3 separate regions of the Mus musculus genome follow, and all the other regions are linked to region 3. The links are chromatin contacts, called in public HiChIP or PLAC-seq maps. All regions are on one chromosome and are shown on one strand. Each heading gives the region's core, a stretch centred on a gene start, on an enhancer-like site or on the middle of the called end of the contact. The rest is flanking DNA. Distances are from core to core; before and after follow the strand shown.

What was found. HiChIP or PLAC-seq counts read pairs in DNA pulled down with a chosen protein or histone mark.
Region 1: a contact with region 3 is called in a FOXA1 HiChIP or PLAC-seq map of pancreatic cancer cells. The contact joins two enhancer-like sites. A contact is called at or near these places in 1 of 39 promoter capture datasets (embryonic stem cells), 4 of 115 datasets of contacts at active chromatin or transcription factors (embryonic stem cells and pancreatic cancer cells) and 2 of 9 other capture datasets (embryonic stem cells and liver).
Region 2: a contact with region 3 is called in a FOXA1 HiChIP or PLAC-seq map of pancreatic cancer cells. The contact joins two enhancer-like sites. A contact is called at or near these places in 2 of 115 datasets of contacts at active chromatin or transcription factors (embryonic stem cells and pancreatic cancer cells) and 2 of 9 other capture datasets (embryonic stem cells and macrophages).

What each region holds. Positions count from the first base shown.
Region 1 is chr5:31,600,246-31,605,076 of GRCm38.p6, forward strand. All of the region lies in intron 2 of Gm38424 (a long non-coding RNA gene), which reads left to right. Among named protein-coding and RNA genes, the nearest start is that of Gm38424, 5.7 kb to the left of the region's middle. Within about 2 kb of position 2,361, at least 197 of the 459 cell types and tissues checked have an H3K27ac peak or open chromatin away from gene starts, as enhancers often do. A contact at or near this core is called in pancreatic cancer cells, where this site is marked.
Region 2 is chr5:31,635,779-31,640,365 of GRCm38.p6, forward strand. All of the region lies in intron 7 of Rbks (ribokinase), which reads right to left. All of the region lies in intron 2 of Gm38424 (a long non-coding RNA gene), which reads left to right. Among named protein-coding and RNA genes, the nearest start is that of Mrpl33, 24 kb to the left of the region's middle. Within about 2 kb of position 1,318, at least 95 of the 459 cell types and tissues checked have an H3K27ac peak or open chromatin away from gene starts, as enhancers often do. A contact at or near this core is called in pancreatic cancer cells, where this site is marked.
Region 3 is chr5:32,344,128-32,348,474 of GRCm38.p6, forward strand. It overlaps Plb1 (phospholipase B1), which reads left to right. Exons shown (of 59, transcript NM_001081407.1): 48 at 717-784; 49 at 1,249-1,292; 50 at 1,510-1,609. All of the region lies in intron 1 of Gm36840 (a long non-coding RNA gene), which reads right to left. Among named protein-coding and RNA genes, the nearest start is that of Gm36840, 8.5 kb to the right of the region's middle. Within about 2 kb of position 2,249, at least 168 of the 459 cell types and tissues checked have an H3K27ac peak or open chromatin away from gene starts, as enhancers often do. A contact at or near this core is called in pancreatic cancer cells, where this site is marked.

The DNA.
Region 1 (4,831 bases), core at 1,111-3,610, 740 kb before region 3:
CCAACCCCACAGTGGGTAGCACTGTGTCCACAGGACGCTGAGGAAATCTAGCATTCAGCCAACAGCTTGAAGCCTCAGGTCTACTTGCCTAAAAGGAAGGAAGGATGCTTCCTGTCCTTCTGAGACAATTAGGAACACTTAAGAAGGAATGCATTGTAAAGGTAGAGCAAGGGGCAGAGGGAGGTAGCACAGTGGATTCTGGTGCTGGGCATCTTCAGCACACAGGAAACAATGAGTTCCAGACAAACCTAGGATATATAGACTCTGCCTCAAAAAGCTATCTCCTTCCCCAAACCCCAAATGTATAGAGCAGAGTCAGAAAGGGGGTTAGAAGAAATTGAATCACCAGCAAGAGAACCTGGTTGAGTACTCAAGTCTGGAGAGGCTTTCAGCTCTCAGAAGGGGCTCAAAGAGAGTATGACCTTCAACAGACCTGCAAGTGCTGCACATCTCTGTCTAATCCATGAGCTTGCAGCCCAAGTTTCCCAGAATGTAGAAAAAGTTCAAACACATAGTTCTTGAGGTGACATTGGTAGCCCTTGATCTCACAGGTGAAAGAAGTAGTTCTTGCCTGCCTGGAACTCAGAGATCTGTTGGCCTCTGCCTCCCAAGTGCTGGGATTAAAGTCATGTTTCACCCAGCAAGAAGAATACCAGCTAGGACTCTAACTCAGATCTCACTCTGGGATCCCCTCAGCTCCCTGGGTCTGGTGATCTATGTAGGAAGAATTTAGAAAACGGGCTGGTAGGTAAATGTCTCATCAGGTAAATGTTTGCAACCCAAGCCTAGCAATGTGAGTTCAAATCTCTGGAATCCCTATTAACACAGAGAGAAATGATTCCGTAAAGTTGTCCTCTCGTCCCATACGTGCCTGTGACAAGCACAAGCATGCCCACAAACATAATCAGACAAGCAGCACAAACCTCAACCTAGAAGATAGAATCTAGCACGGAGAAGGTGAGAGGGGGCTAAGAGACCATTGTTGAGGGAAACACTGAGGGGGCGAGCTGGACAATGCCCAGAGAGACCAGTATTTCAACCTACATTTTAGGTTGGCTTTATGCTCGTTCTTACAGTTTCTGGAACAGACAGCTTCCTAAGGGCATTTCCTTATCTAGGTGTTTGACAGGCTCAATTGGATTAGCTCTGAAGGGACAATTAGTACGCCTTTGCTCTTTACCAGAAAACCTCTAGCTAGATAGTAATCGTATGGTCGTTTGGACAGTTTCAGAATGTCATGGCTCCACCCGGGCCTGCTCTTCTAACCTGTAATCTAAGTTCTGCAGCTTTGGTTCCTCACTTTACAAGATGCTGATGATGAGGGAGGAGCCCATCCTTGGCTTTCAAGCCTTCTAGAACCTGACTAACAGCAATGTATATCAGTAAAAGACATGAACTGGGTATGGTAGAGAACACCTGTAACCCCAGCACTTAATAGGCTGAGGCAGGAGGGTTACTGTGTGATCAGGGGCTAGTCTTGTTTACAGAGTAAGGTCCTATCTCAGCAAACATCTTCATGATAATAACAATAATAATAATTTAAAAATAGAGAAATTGTGTGTAATGATAGCTAATATAGCCTTTGAGTCAAGTATATTGTCATAGGTTCTTTTTCTTTTAATTAAGAAAAAGTTGTGGGGCACATGCCTTTAGTCCCAGCACTGAGGAGTCAGAGACAGGACAGCAGGGTTACATGGGGCTGGGGTGATGGCTCAGCAGTTAAGTATACTTATTGACTGCTCTTCCATAGGACCTGGGTTCAATTCCTAGCACCCACATGGCAGCTCACAAGGGCCTGCAACTCCAGCTCTAGGAGATCTGACTCCCTCTTCTGGCCTCTTCCAGAACCAGAGTTGTGAGCAACCTGATGAGGTGTTGGAAGCAAACCAGGGTCTTGCAAGAGTAGTAAGCACTGTTAACTACTGCGCCATACCTCTAGTCCTAAAAAGCCTTTTAAAATATTTTTAACATTTATTTATTTGTTTAGTGTGTGTGTGTGTGTGTGTGTGTGTGCGCGCGCATGTGCGTGTTTGCACATCACCCCCAGATGTCACAGGCCTACATGTGGAGGCTAGAGGACGACTTGCAGGAATCTATTTTCTTTCTCTACCATGTGGGTACCAGGGATGAAGCAATGTCAGGAGAGTGGGGAGGACTCTGGCAGCTGAGCACTTCTTTTTCCATGGATTTGAATCTAAAGAGAGACTGTTGGGTGGAGCCTGGCTGGAAGGAGAGAGACAGCCTCCCCCAGATTTCCAGCTGCCCCAAGTGGTTGCCTCACAGGCTGTTACTTAACTCTCCTTACCACTTCCTGGGGTGGGGAAGGGAAGGGTGGAGTGTAGCAGCTGATGCAACAGGCCAAGCAAAGCTGCTGTTGTTCTTTGAGGACAGAGGCAAGGCCAGCAGGGTTGGGCTGTCCTGGGCTGCAGCTGTAAGACTCCGCTCTCTGAAAGGTCTCAGCTTCCTCTTCTTGCTGTCTTTATTACTGAAATGGGGCTCACCCTCTGACCCTCTAAATTTCTCTGTTAGGATTCACCTGCATTCATTCACAACTTCATTAACTTGAAGCCATGTCTGCTGGGAACACATGCAGTGGGGTGTTCAGAAGGGGACAGGCTGATTGGAGGACCTGCTCCCACTAGATCATGCTTCCCAGGAGTTCTTCCAGGGGGAAATGGATCCAGCCAGAGGGATCAGAATGTGTCAGATCCAAAAATGTCTTCTGTAGTGCCAACAGCTTCAAAACACACCTTGGGGAATGCACTTTCTGTTTAAGGACACATCTAGCCATTAGAAATGAGCTATGTGTCATTTTCTCTTTTCCATTACACATACAAACACACACACGCACACACACACACACACGTGTAGCTGGGGTGATGTTTCAGTCCAGTGTATCTTAGATGTGCGTGCATGCTTGTGTGTGTGTGTGTGTACATATATATGTATGTATGTATGTATATATGTATATATATATGGGGCATGATGGCTCAGTGGGTAAAGGGCACTTGCCACAATAGTGTAGCAATCACTTAAATTCAATTTCTGAGGCCTAGATACAGGTAGAAGGAGAGAATAAACTTCATAATGCTATCTTCTGACTTTCACTGAAAAGAAAAGAAGCTGTGGAGGTACACAGAATTTGGCTGACCAGTAAGTTCCTAGGATCTATTGTATCTTCCCATGCCCAGTGCTAGGGGTCCAGATATGCCTGGAATTATTATTATTATCATTATTATTATTACTACTATTATTTATAGGCATTCAGATATAGCTCCTTGAGCAAGAGCAGTAAGCGCTTTACCCCCTGAGCCATCTCAGCAGCACCTAGAACATATATGTTGAATGTAACATATAGAATTCTGTCCTGTGTGGGAAAATTCACTTCTAAATCTTTCCCCAAGTCAGTTCATTCTGAGATGATTAATTTGGTTAATATATGATTGGCCCCTTTTCTCCTTGGCATCGAATAACTAAATTTAGAAAGAAGCCTTGAGCAAGGTAGCTTATAATTTAAGTGCACATTTTATGATTATACACTTGTTCACATACAGGGGTATGCAATCAAATGTGATCATCTGGACAGCCTGAAATAGAGCAATTATGGTGTTAGTGCAGTGGGGCAGGAGCTGGGGGCCTTCTTGTGTCAGCCATCACCCTGATTTATGGATGGTTTTATCTCATTAACCTTTAAGTCCGGAGCTCATGAGTGACTCTTGGAACTGCAACCTACGTGGAGGCAACCGTGTAGTTCTCCACATACCAAACTGAATTGGCCCAGCCAGCACGAGTCATAGACAGCATCTTCGGAAAGGCTTTGCATCCGGCTGGAGAAGGACCCCACTTCTCTCTCTTACCAAAGGCTTTGCCTCCTTTTGTTTCAGATCACTAGTTGAAGCAAGGACCCTGGCTTTCCCTTCTAGCTGAGTACCAGATTACATTTAGGCCATTTGAATCTTTAAAAGCTGCTTCCTCCAAAGAGATGGTGGCTTAGTTAAGATTACTACTGCTGTGATGAAACACCATGATCAAAGCAACTTGGGCAGGAGAGGGTTTATTTGGCTTAGGCTTCCACATCAAAGGAAGTCAGGACAGGAACCTAGAGGTAGAAGCTGATGCAGGGGCCATGGAGGAGTGCTGCTTACTGGCTTGCTCACTCATGGCTTGCTTAGCTTGCTTTCATACAGAAACCAGGGATAGCGCCACCCACAATGGCCTCGGCTCTCCTCCATCAATCAGTAATTAAGAAAAGGCTCTACAGCCGGATCTTATGGAAGCAGTTTCTCAGTTGAGGTTCCCTCCTTTCAGATGACTCTAGCTTGGGTCAAGTTGACATAAAACTAGCAAAGGCAGAAGGAAATAGATGTGGATTGTTGTGACAATCCTTGTTTGGATCCGATGTTGCAGGGTCCTGTGGATGGCGACAGCCTAGGAGAGCACCACTGTGCACCTGCTGGGAGGATTAGGGCAGTTGCAGTGAAGGGTGCCTGCTCCCACTGTGGCTGGAGACAGACTGGCTTCCCTTACCCAGTTCTTGCTTCTGGGACTCAGCATTTACAGAACTGTCACAGGGACCAAGCCCCAGGGCAAAAGCGGTTATAGCTTTTCTTCTTCATGCAGCTCCACAAGTCTCCAAGTGAGTGAGTGAGCTTGCTACTTTTTGTGACTGGGTTGAGGTGATGGTCTGGGTGGACCAATGAAAGGAATGTAACAGGAAGTTTTAATTCATGCAAGAAGCAGGAAGCTCTTCTCTGCACTAAGCTGTGCTGGCTATAGCTGCTAAAGGAGACTTCTGGTCAGAAAAATGGCTACCTCTACAAAACACTTCGCT
Region 2 (4,587 bases), core at 68-2,567, 710 kb before region 3:
GGTTTCTGGGCTGAGGCTTGCTTTCATTTAGATGGGTGAGAAGGATGAATGGGAGGTCAAGTGTGAAACCAAAGGGAGCTAATGCTCCAGTGTTCTCAGGCCCAAAGAGGCCGAGGTGAGATTAAAGGGGACACTGGTCTCCCTGTTTTCACTACATTGATTATACTTCAACTACTGTGCAGCAAAAAGCTCTAGATTCTTCGCTTGTTGGTACCCTGCCTTTATTTGTAAGATAACAGGTGATAATAACAACCGTATCACTGGGATTTTATTTAAAATTGAGTCACAGCCAAGAGAAGCCCCTGCTGGATACAGTACTCTGAGAGCTCTCAGGTTTCCCCGTGTACAGGGCTGTGGTGTTCAGGTTGGCTGCCCTCTGATTGGTGACACATGGCTCCTGGATTGACAGAGGTCATTTGCTGGCTCCCCATGGGCCTGCCCGTGTATTGGGGTTCTCTTTCAGCCTCACCAGTCAGTGATGGCCTCTTTCTGGCCAGTCACACCAATTCTGGAACATCTTGATGGGGTGGTCTGAAGTAACACTTGCATCCAAAAGATCTCATATAAAATGCAGACTTATCCAATAACATACACAGCAGACAACCCTGTACCCCTTCGTGCCCCTCACCCTACTTCCAGTCCAAGCTGGAGCCCAAAGGGACACCATATATTCAGCAATCTCTGAGAACCCTTCTCTAGCTTCACTTTCTACCTGAAACTCACTCTGTGCTGGGGGTAGAAATTTGGGGAAAGCTGTTTTGCCTGTTGCCTGCAGTCTAGGAAGCCAAGGAGAAAAATGGCTTATGGAGACTGAAAATAGGCTAAGACCTCTATTTGCCCAAAAATGTCTGCGGTAAATGAATTCATTCTATAATTCAGAAAGGAGGGAAGGAATCCTGAGTGCAAGCTAAAAGAAGAAGAAAAGCCCTATTCTTCTTGCACTGTTAATCTGCTTTGTGCTTAAACAACTTTACATATCTGCGAATAAATGGCACTTAAAAACAAAGTGTCCGATAGTGACTCATTGGGCTAGAAAGACTGGCCTTGCCTTCTGTGGTCAGCAGTCTTTCTTCCTGTGACTCCAGCATTCTAGACAGAAACCAGTTACTCCAATATGACTTGGTATCCTACAGGCTTTGCTGAGACCGTCTCTGCCCAGCGCTCCTCTCCACCAGCTGCTTTCTTCTGTTTGAACTATTATCATTGTTCTCTGAGAACTGCTAAACATACGGAGCCGTTGGATTAGCACACAGCAAAGGCATCTGATAGCCTGAGCAGCAGCCGCAGGTCGCACCTCTACTCATGCACAGGGCTTAGAGTAATTAGTCATTGCACAATGTTGTATTCATGGCCTTTCTGCGCCTGAGCTGTTAGGCCACAAGCTCTGCAGCAGTTGCTGTTAGGAGAGGGTTTCTTTCTGGGTTATTTATAATGTCCCCACTTCCTCACAGTGACTGCCTCACCCCCTGCTCTTGAGCCAGGTCTACACTGTGAGGACAGTGAAGGGACTGGGCAAAATTGTTTGCAGACTCTAGCTATGCTGAAAGGTGGAGCGGGTGATTCACTGCCAATGGCTTGAACCTGGTCTGTCTACACAACCCAAATCCAGCATGCCCTGCCTCACAGTCTCTGACAGGAATGGTTATATGGAGCCTGTTTCAGTCAGAAGGGAGCTGGTCTCTAAAGTATGCATTAGAGGGAAACTACCTGAGTATTGTGCTGGGAGGTATTTGAACGATGGATATTTATTACTCATTATTTATATGCATTCTATGCTATTCATTTTTAGTATATTTATTATTACATTCCAGCAGGTATTTAAGTGAAGGTAGGTTTCTGTTCTCAGTGCCTGTCTGCTGAAGAGAGAATTACCAGAAGGCAGGTACACAAGCCTACGAAAGACACACGCAGCCACTTGTGTTTGGAGTTTGGTTGTTACACTTCTGCCTCTATTACCATGGCTGGGTTTACTCTGTGGGAACTGGCTTCAGTCATAAGGTGAATCAGGATCCCAAAACATTTGAAAACCACAGAGACCAACGGAATGAAGTTTGTTTTTCCCACAAAATGTCCATCTTGTTGTCCTCTGCCACCCACAGGTGGAGTAAGCTGGCCTGTGAGCCCTAAGGCTTTGCCTGCTTCTGCCTTCCTAGGACTAGCATTGCAAACACACACTTGGCTTTTAAAGTATACATTGGTGAGAACCACTTTCCAGATCTCCCTGGTCCCTGTTGTTTGATTTCTTAAGGGCAGCTGTTCAGACTGGGGACAAATGGAAGTTCTCACCTCCCCCACAACTAGGGTTTCTTTGTGTAGCCCTGGCTGTCCTGAATCCCACTCTATAGACCAGGCTGGCCTTGAACTCAGAGATTAGTCTGCCTCTGCCTCCCAAATGCTGGGATTAAAGGCGTGCACCACTATCTCCTGGGTCAAATGGAATTTCAATACAGGTTTTTTGTTTGCTTGCTTGCTTCAGGGTCTTATATAGCTTAGGCTGGCCTTGAACTCAATACGTAGCTGAGGCTGACCTTAAACTCCTAATCCTCCTACTTCTACTCCCCAAATGCTGGGATTACAGGTCTATGGCACCATACCTAACTAAAAATCTGGTATGGTATCATGTGACCACAATCCCTGCAATCCTGTCCTCGGAGATGATGAGGGTAGGAGAATCTTGAGACCCACTGTAGTACATTATGTAAACACACTCATACACATACACACCTCTTTGTTTATACCATTAACAGTATCGTTGCACAGAGTACAACCTATAGTGTGCAGTCATATTTTCCTACACAAGCAAGCAGATGTTCAGGTCTATGACGCACACACCTGCCTTTTGACTGCCCTGCACACCTGCATCAGCAACAGTGAAGACCACGGGCATGGCAGGCTCAGCGTTCTGGGCTTTGCAGTTTGACAACATTTATTTTATTTATTTGGACTGATGCTGAAATGACTGCTCCTTCTCCATCCCATGCCACTCTTCTCTGTGGCCACACTTGGGCTATCTCTGAGACAGGCCTGGTCTCAGATGCCTTCCAGGGCTGCTAAAGTATAGCGCCCTGCAGCACTGTGTAAACTCAGTTCTTCTGTATTGGGAAGACAGGAAAAAAAGCCCACGCTTGGCCCTGGTTCAGTTCTTCAACAAGAACATGACATTTCTGGTAAGCAATTACAATTAGATTGTTAGAGCCTGGGTTTTCAACTGATCACATTCAGGGTTAGGAAGGATAATTTCAAGTACTGAATTCTGCCTGATTAGCTAATAAATGAGGTGGTCTGCTGATGTAGAAGCAATGCAATACAGCTCAGGCAGCCTTCAGGGCATGACAGATGTCGCTCGTGCTCTCTGTCAGCTGCCTCAGTGATTGCTCTGCCCCTGTCCTTTCCTCATAGCCGGAGAATCTTCTGTAATCCTCGTCTTTTTCTGGCAGCCTCTGGCAGCACAGTCTTAAGAGACTTTTCTAGATGTCATTCTTGGGACAAGGAGGGCTAGTTAACAAATAGATTTATTTATGTGTAGTAATGTTTTGCCTGTGTGTGTGTGTGTGCATACTGTATGTATGTGTCTGATGTCTGTGGAGGCCAGAGGAAGATGTTGGATCCTCTGGACCTGGAGTAACTGGCACTTATGAGTCCCCATGTGGTGTGGGAATCAAACCCAGGTCCTCTGGAAGAGCAGCCAGTGCTCTGCTCTACTGAGGACTGAGGCATCTCCCAACTGCCAGGAGGACCATTTTAAAGGTTTATTTTAAATGTAACTATGTGTATGTGTATGATGTGTGTATGTGCACGTAGAGGGTGTTGTATTCTCCTGCGGCTATTCCAGGCGGAAGTGAGCTACCATATATAGGGGCTGGCATCTTTGGAAGAGTAAAAGCATGTATGCTTGAACCACTGAGCCACTATCCAGCCCCTAAGGGGAGTGTATTAGTCAGGGTTTTATTGCTGTGAACAGAGACACCATGACCAAGGCAAGTCTTATAAAAATAGCACTTAATTGGGGCTGGCTTACAGGTTCAGAGGTTCAGTCCATCATCATCAAGGTGGGAGCATGGCAGTATCAAAGGCAGGCATGGCATAGGCAGAGCTGAGAGTTCTACATCTTCATCCAAAGGCTGCTAGTGGAAGACTGACTTCCAGGCAACTAGGGTGAGGATCTTAATCCCACACCCACAGTGACACACCTACTCCAACCAGGTCACACCTAGTCCAACAAGGCCACACATCCAAATGGTGCCACTCCCTGGTCCAGGAATATACAGACCATCACAGGGAGCTACAGTAGAATGTCAGTGGGTTTCTGCATTTCAGAGACACCTTTCACTCTCAGTGACCTGATCTTCTTTATTGTAGTCTTTGTGAAATGAGGATTTTTGAAATGGAACACTGGATAATTATTTCATTCTCCACTAATGTATAAGGAGCAGCTCACCTCTGACTTCATCTTTCTCTGGATGTCTTCACTGTAGGTGGTGAGGAGTCTGCCATGCTCTGGAGAGCAGTCCTAGAGACAGCGGACTGCAGCAACTCTTGCTCTCAAGCCGGTCACTAATCTCCAGAAGCAGCTCGGGCTTCTCACTT
Region 3 (4,347 bases), core at 999-3,498:
ACAGATCTCTGAGTTCAAGGCCAGTCTGGTCTACACACTGAGCTCCAGGACAGCCAGGGCCACACAGAGAAACCCTGTCTCAAAAAACAAAGAAAGTGGGAAGCAGAGGGACAGAACGGGGATGCTGGATTATGGCATCCACACTGGGGACAGTGTTTTGCTTTGGACCCTGGAGATGAACCTTGATGGCAGGAAGGGAGCCTGTGGTACCTATGAAGTCAGATGGGATGCCAGTGTTGTCCACTGCAGGCATGTGAATGTCTCCAAGGGTATGATGGACAAATTAAAGGACCTTCACTGGGGCTAGGGAAGCATCAGAAGAGATCAGCAGGACCAAGCGAGAGTCTGGGGGGAACGCAGACAGCAGAGAAGAGAGTAGGCATAGAGAAGAGTGGGACCTTCCCTAACAAAGACTAATCTGAGTGCCAGCCGCAATTCGAGGGCCAGAGGCCCCGGGAAGTCCTCAAGCTACATTGCTACAGGGAACCCTTTTCTGTTTTGTTTTGGTTTTGGTTTGGTTTGGTTTGGTTTGGTTTTTGTTTTTTTTTCAAGACAGGGTTTCTCTGTATAGCCCTGGCTGTCCTGGAACTCACTTTGTAGACAGGCTGGCCTCAAACTCAGAAATCCTCCTGCCTCTGCCTCCCAAGTGCTGGGATTAAAGGCGTGCGCCACCACCCAGTTCAACCCTTTTTAAAGCTTCTCTTTGCTCTCCACAGACAGCCACCGGAGCTCGGCCAAGTGGATATAAAAGGCTAGCCACGCCCTGGAGGGGGCTGTCTTGGAGGTAAGAGTGCTCTTGGCTCACTCTCTACAGATAATAGTCCCCTAAAGAGGTATAAGAAGCCAGGCACTGGTGGCATAAGCCTTTAAGCCCAGCACTCAGGCGGCAAAGGCAGGCGGACCTCTGTGAGTTCAAGGCCAGCCAGGTCTACAGAGTGGGTCTACAGAGTTCCAGGACAGCCAGGGCTACAGAAAGAAACCCTGTTTCAAACAAAACAAAACAAAACAAACAAACAAACAAAAGAGGTATAGCAAGTGGATTCCCCACCACCTGCTCAGGGGTAGGCCTAGTCCACATGGCCCAACTCTGATATCCAAAGAGACTGGGTGATGCTTGGGTTAGCTCTGAGGGTGGAAGGAGAAATGCCTCAAGGACAGAATCCCTCTGTCCTGACTCCTACCTGTGACAGCCCAGGAGGCCGAAGGTCAGTGCAACATTGACTGACAAAGTTACTTTCTCTTCCTCAGCATTGGAGGAGATGGAAAGTTGGAGACCCATACCACACTTCCCAGTAAGTATCCCTCACCAAAATGTCCACCATAACCCTCACTGAGACTAAGGGCTTCTGCCTACAGTGGGGGAAAGAGGGCACTGTCTGCAGGGGAGGAAATCGGCCAGCCCCAGAGGGATAAGCACCCACACACACACTCCCACCCACATGTGCTTCCAAACTACATGCCCACCTCAGTTCCTTTCAGCTGTGCTCTTTGCTTCATCCCTCTCTAAAGACATCCTGAAGAAGTTCAACCCTTCCATCACTGGATTCTCTACTGGTACCCTGGACAACAAGGCAGGATTAAATGTGGCAGAAGAAGGAGCCAGAGCTCAGTGAGTTGATGTGGGGACTAGCAAAGAGATTAAGGTGGGAATTTGGGAACAGCAAGGGGAAGTGTCTAGGACCCAGCTGGGTCGTAACCTCGGTACGCAGAGCATCCCTGAGTGCTGGACCTGCATCAGATCTTCCACGTGAATATCTCCTGTAATCTGTACACCGTTGGGCACAGGTACTATGGTGTGGGCTCTGTGGCTAGAGACATTCTTAAACAGCCAAAGTCACCTAGAAAGTTATGAGGGAAGAACCTGGATCAAACCATTCCTGAACATAGCCCTGACCACTGCACTGTTAAAGGGGCAATAGGAGCCCGTCTACTACACAAGCAGGCTCTGTCCCTGCTGGCTCCAGTCCCACCTCCTGTCTCTCAGGGACATGAGCCATCTGTTCAGAGTGGCTCACAACATCGTGAATCGCTCAGTTCGCTTCCTCTGCTTTTCTCTGTCTTGTCTCATATCCTTGACAGTTGGCTGTCAGGGCCCCTCACATAGCTCAGCAGTGGTTGTTTTCTCTGGGCTCTCTGTTGTTGACAGAAACCCAGGTAATGAAAGCTGAAATGTCTGACTGGGTTCATTGACTTCCTGCACGGAGCAGAGCACAGAGCATAGAGCGTGCTGGGTATTTGCTTTGCAGAAGGATCGCTGCTGTGTTCTTGTCACCAGGGAGACGGCACAGGCTTGACTCACTCTGCTTACAGAGAACATTCCTTTTGGAAGCCTAACCAGGACCCAGGGCTCAGTGTGAATCTCCATGCTGCAGAAGCCGTGATAGCTCCTCAGTGTCACATGAGGAAGGACTACTTTGTCTACAAAACACTGGGCCCTGTGGGCGTTCTAGCACCTAGTGACTGTTAGGATTACTGTCCTGAGCATGGAGCCCAGGCTTTAGGGCTGGCTCCTCAGTCTGTCAGTCCTCCTCCTCCTCCTCCTCCTCCTCCTCCCCCTCCTAGTAACTGTCATGATCATAGAACCCAGGCTTTGTTCACCAGGGCCTGGTTCCTCAGCCTGTCAGTGCTCCCACTCCTCCTCCACATAGTTACTGTCATATGCATGGAGCCCAGGCTTTGATCACCAGGCTCTGTCAGTGCTCCTCCTCCTCCTCCTTCTTCTCCTCTTCTCTTCCCTTCCTCCTCTCTCTTTGGGAGGGGGCATGTGGGTATGTGCATTCAGGTACATGTATACATGTACTCCTTGTGCTCCTACAAGTTGAGGCCAGAGGACAATGTCATATTCCAATCAATAACTCACCAGCATTAAATTTTCAAAGATTTCTTTTGTGTGCATGTGTGTGTGCCTGTGTGCCCTCCTGTGCCTGCAGAGGCCAGAAGAGAGGGTTGGGGGTCCCTAGAGCTAGAGACACAGACGGCTATAAGCTGCTTGGCATGAAAACTGAATGCTTGTCCTTTGCAAGCAAACATTTTTAACTGCTGAGTTTTCTCTCCAGCCCTCTGATGTTATTATTTGTGTGTGGTGTGTATACACGTGGGAGGTGCGTGGTCATCTTTGAGAAGCCAGTTCTCTCCTTCCATCATGGACTTCCAGGACTCAGACTCTGGGTTTTCAGGCTTGTGTGTAGCAAGCACTTTCCCTCACTGAACCAACTCGCTGCCCTCCTCACTTTGTATTTTGAGACCCAGTCTCCCTCTGAGCCTGGAGCTCACCAATATGGCTAGTTAGCTGGCTAGTGAATTTCAAGGGTGCACCGTCTCTACCCCAAGGAGAGTACAGGGGTACACTGCTGTGCCTGGCTTTTACATGGGCACTGCGGATTCCAACGCAGGTCCTCACGCTTGCATAGCGAGCACTTTACCCACTGAGCTGTCTCTCTTCAGTCTCCCGCCTCCCTTCCCCTCCCCTCCCCTCCCCTCCCCTCCCCTCCCCTCCCCTCCCCTTCCCACCCTGCCCTGCACCTCTGCCTGAGCAGAGGCAGTAGTAGGAGACATCATTGACACAAAGTGTCCAGTGTTGGGGGAAGCAAAGTTTGAGTAAAGTTTGGGAATCGTTCTCTTATGTCTACTCTGTCATTTATCAGCGTGGATAAGTATGAGTTCACGGGGGGGGGGGGGGAATCCAAGGCTCCAAGTTTGAATCCCCAGCAGTCATGTACACATGAGGCAGGTACACAGAGGTCAGATCTTCTGTGTTCAAATCTTTCCTCAAACCTGTAAGACTATGTGATCTTGACCAAGTTTCTTAGCATCTCTGAGTCTTGGATTTCTCCTCTATAATGAGGTTAATCATAGTACCTGTCCCTCAGAGCCGTCATAGGATTAAAGGAGATAAACTTTAGAAAGAATTTAGGACTAAGTACTCCACATGCATACAAAAATTTGCTGTTATTTGGGCTATTTAGTTTCACAGTTTTATTCAACAGCTAACTTCCCTTTTGTTAAACAACAAGCAAAACTGCATTCATTCTGAGTTAGTGAGAGAGAGCATAGCCTGAAATGGTGTAAACCCTGTGCCCTGAGGAATGAGTCCATCAAGGGACTAGACAACACCACAGACTCGGCTCACTTGATACTGGCCCATAGAGTGCGTAGGAAGGCAGGAGAATATCAGGACCTGTCTCAGGCCTGGGACCTATGTGGACTCACAGAGCTGTGGAAACAGCTACAAGGAGAGGCCCTGAGCCCTGGAGGGGATGGGGAGATGAGACAGAAGAGCTGCAGATAAGGACACAGGAATGAAGAGTGTGGTGAGGGAGGGCCTGGGGGCTAGGAAGAAGCTTGCTG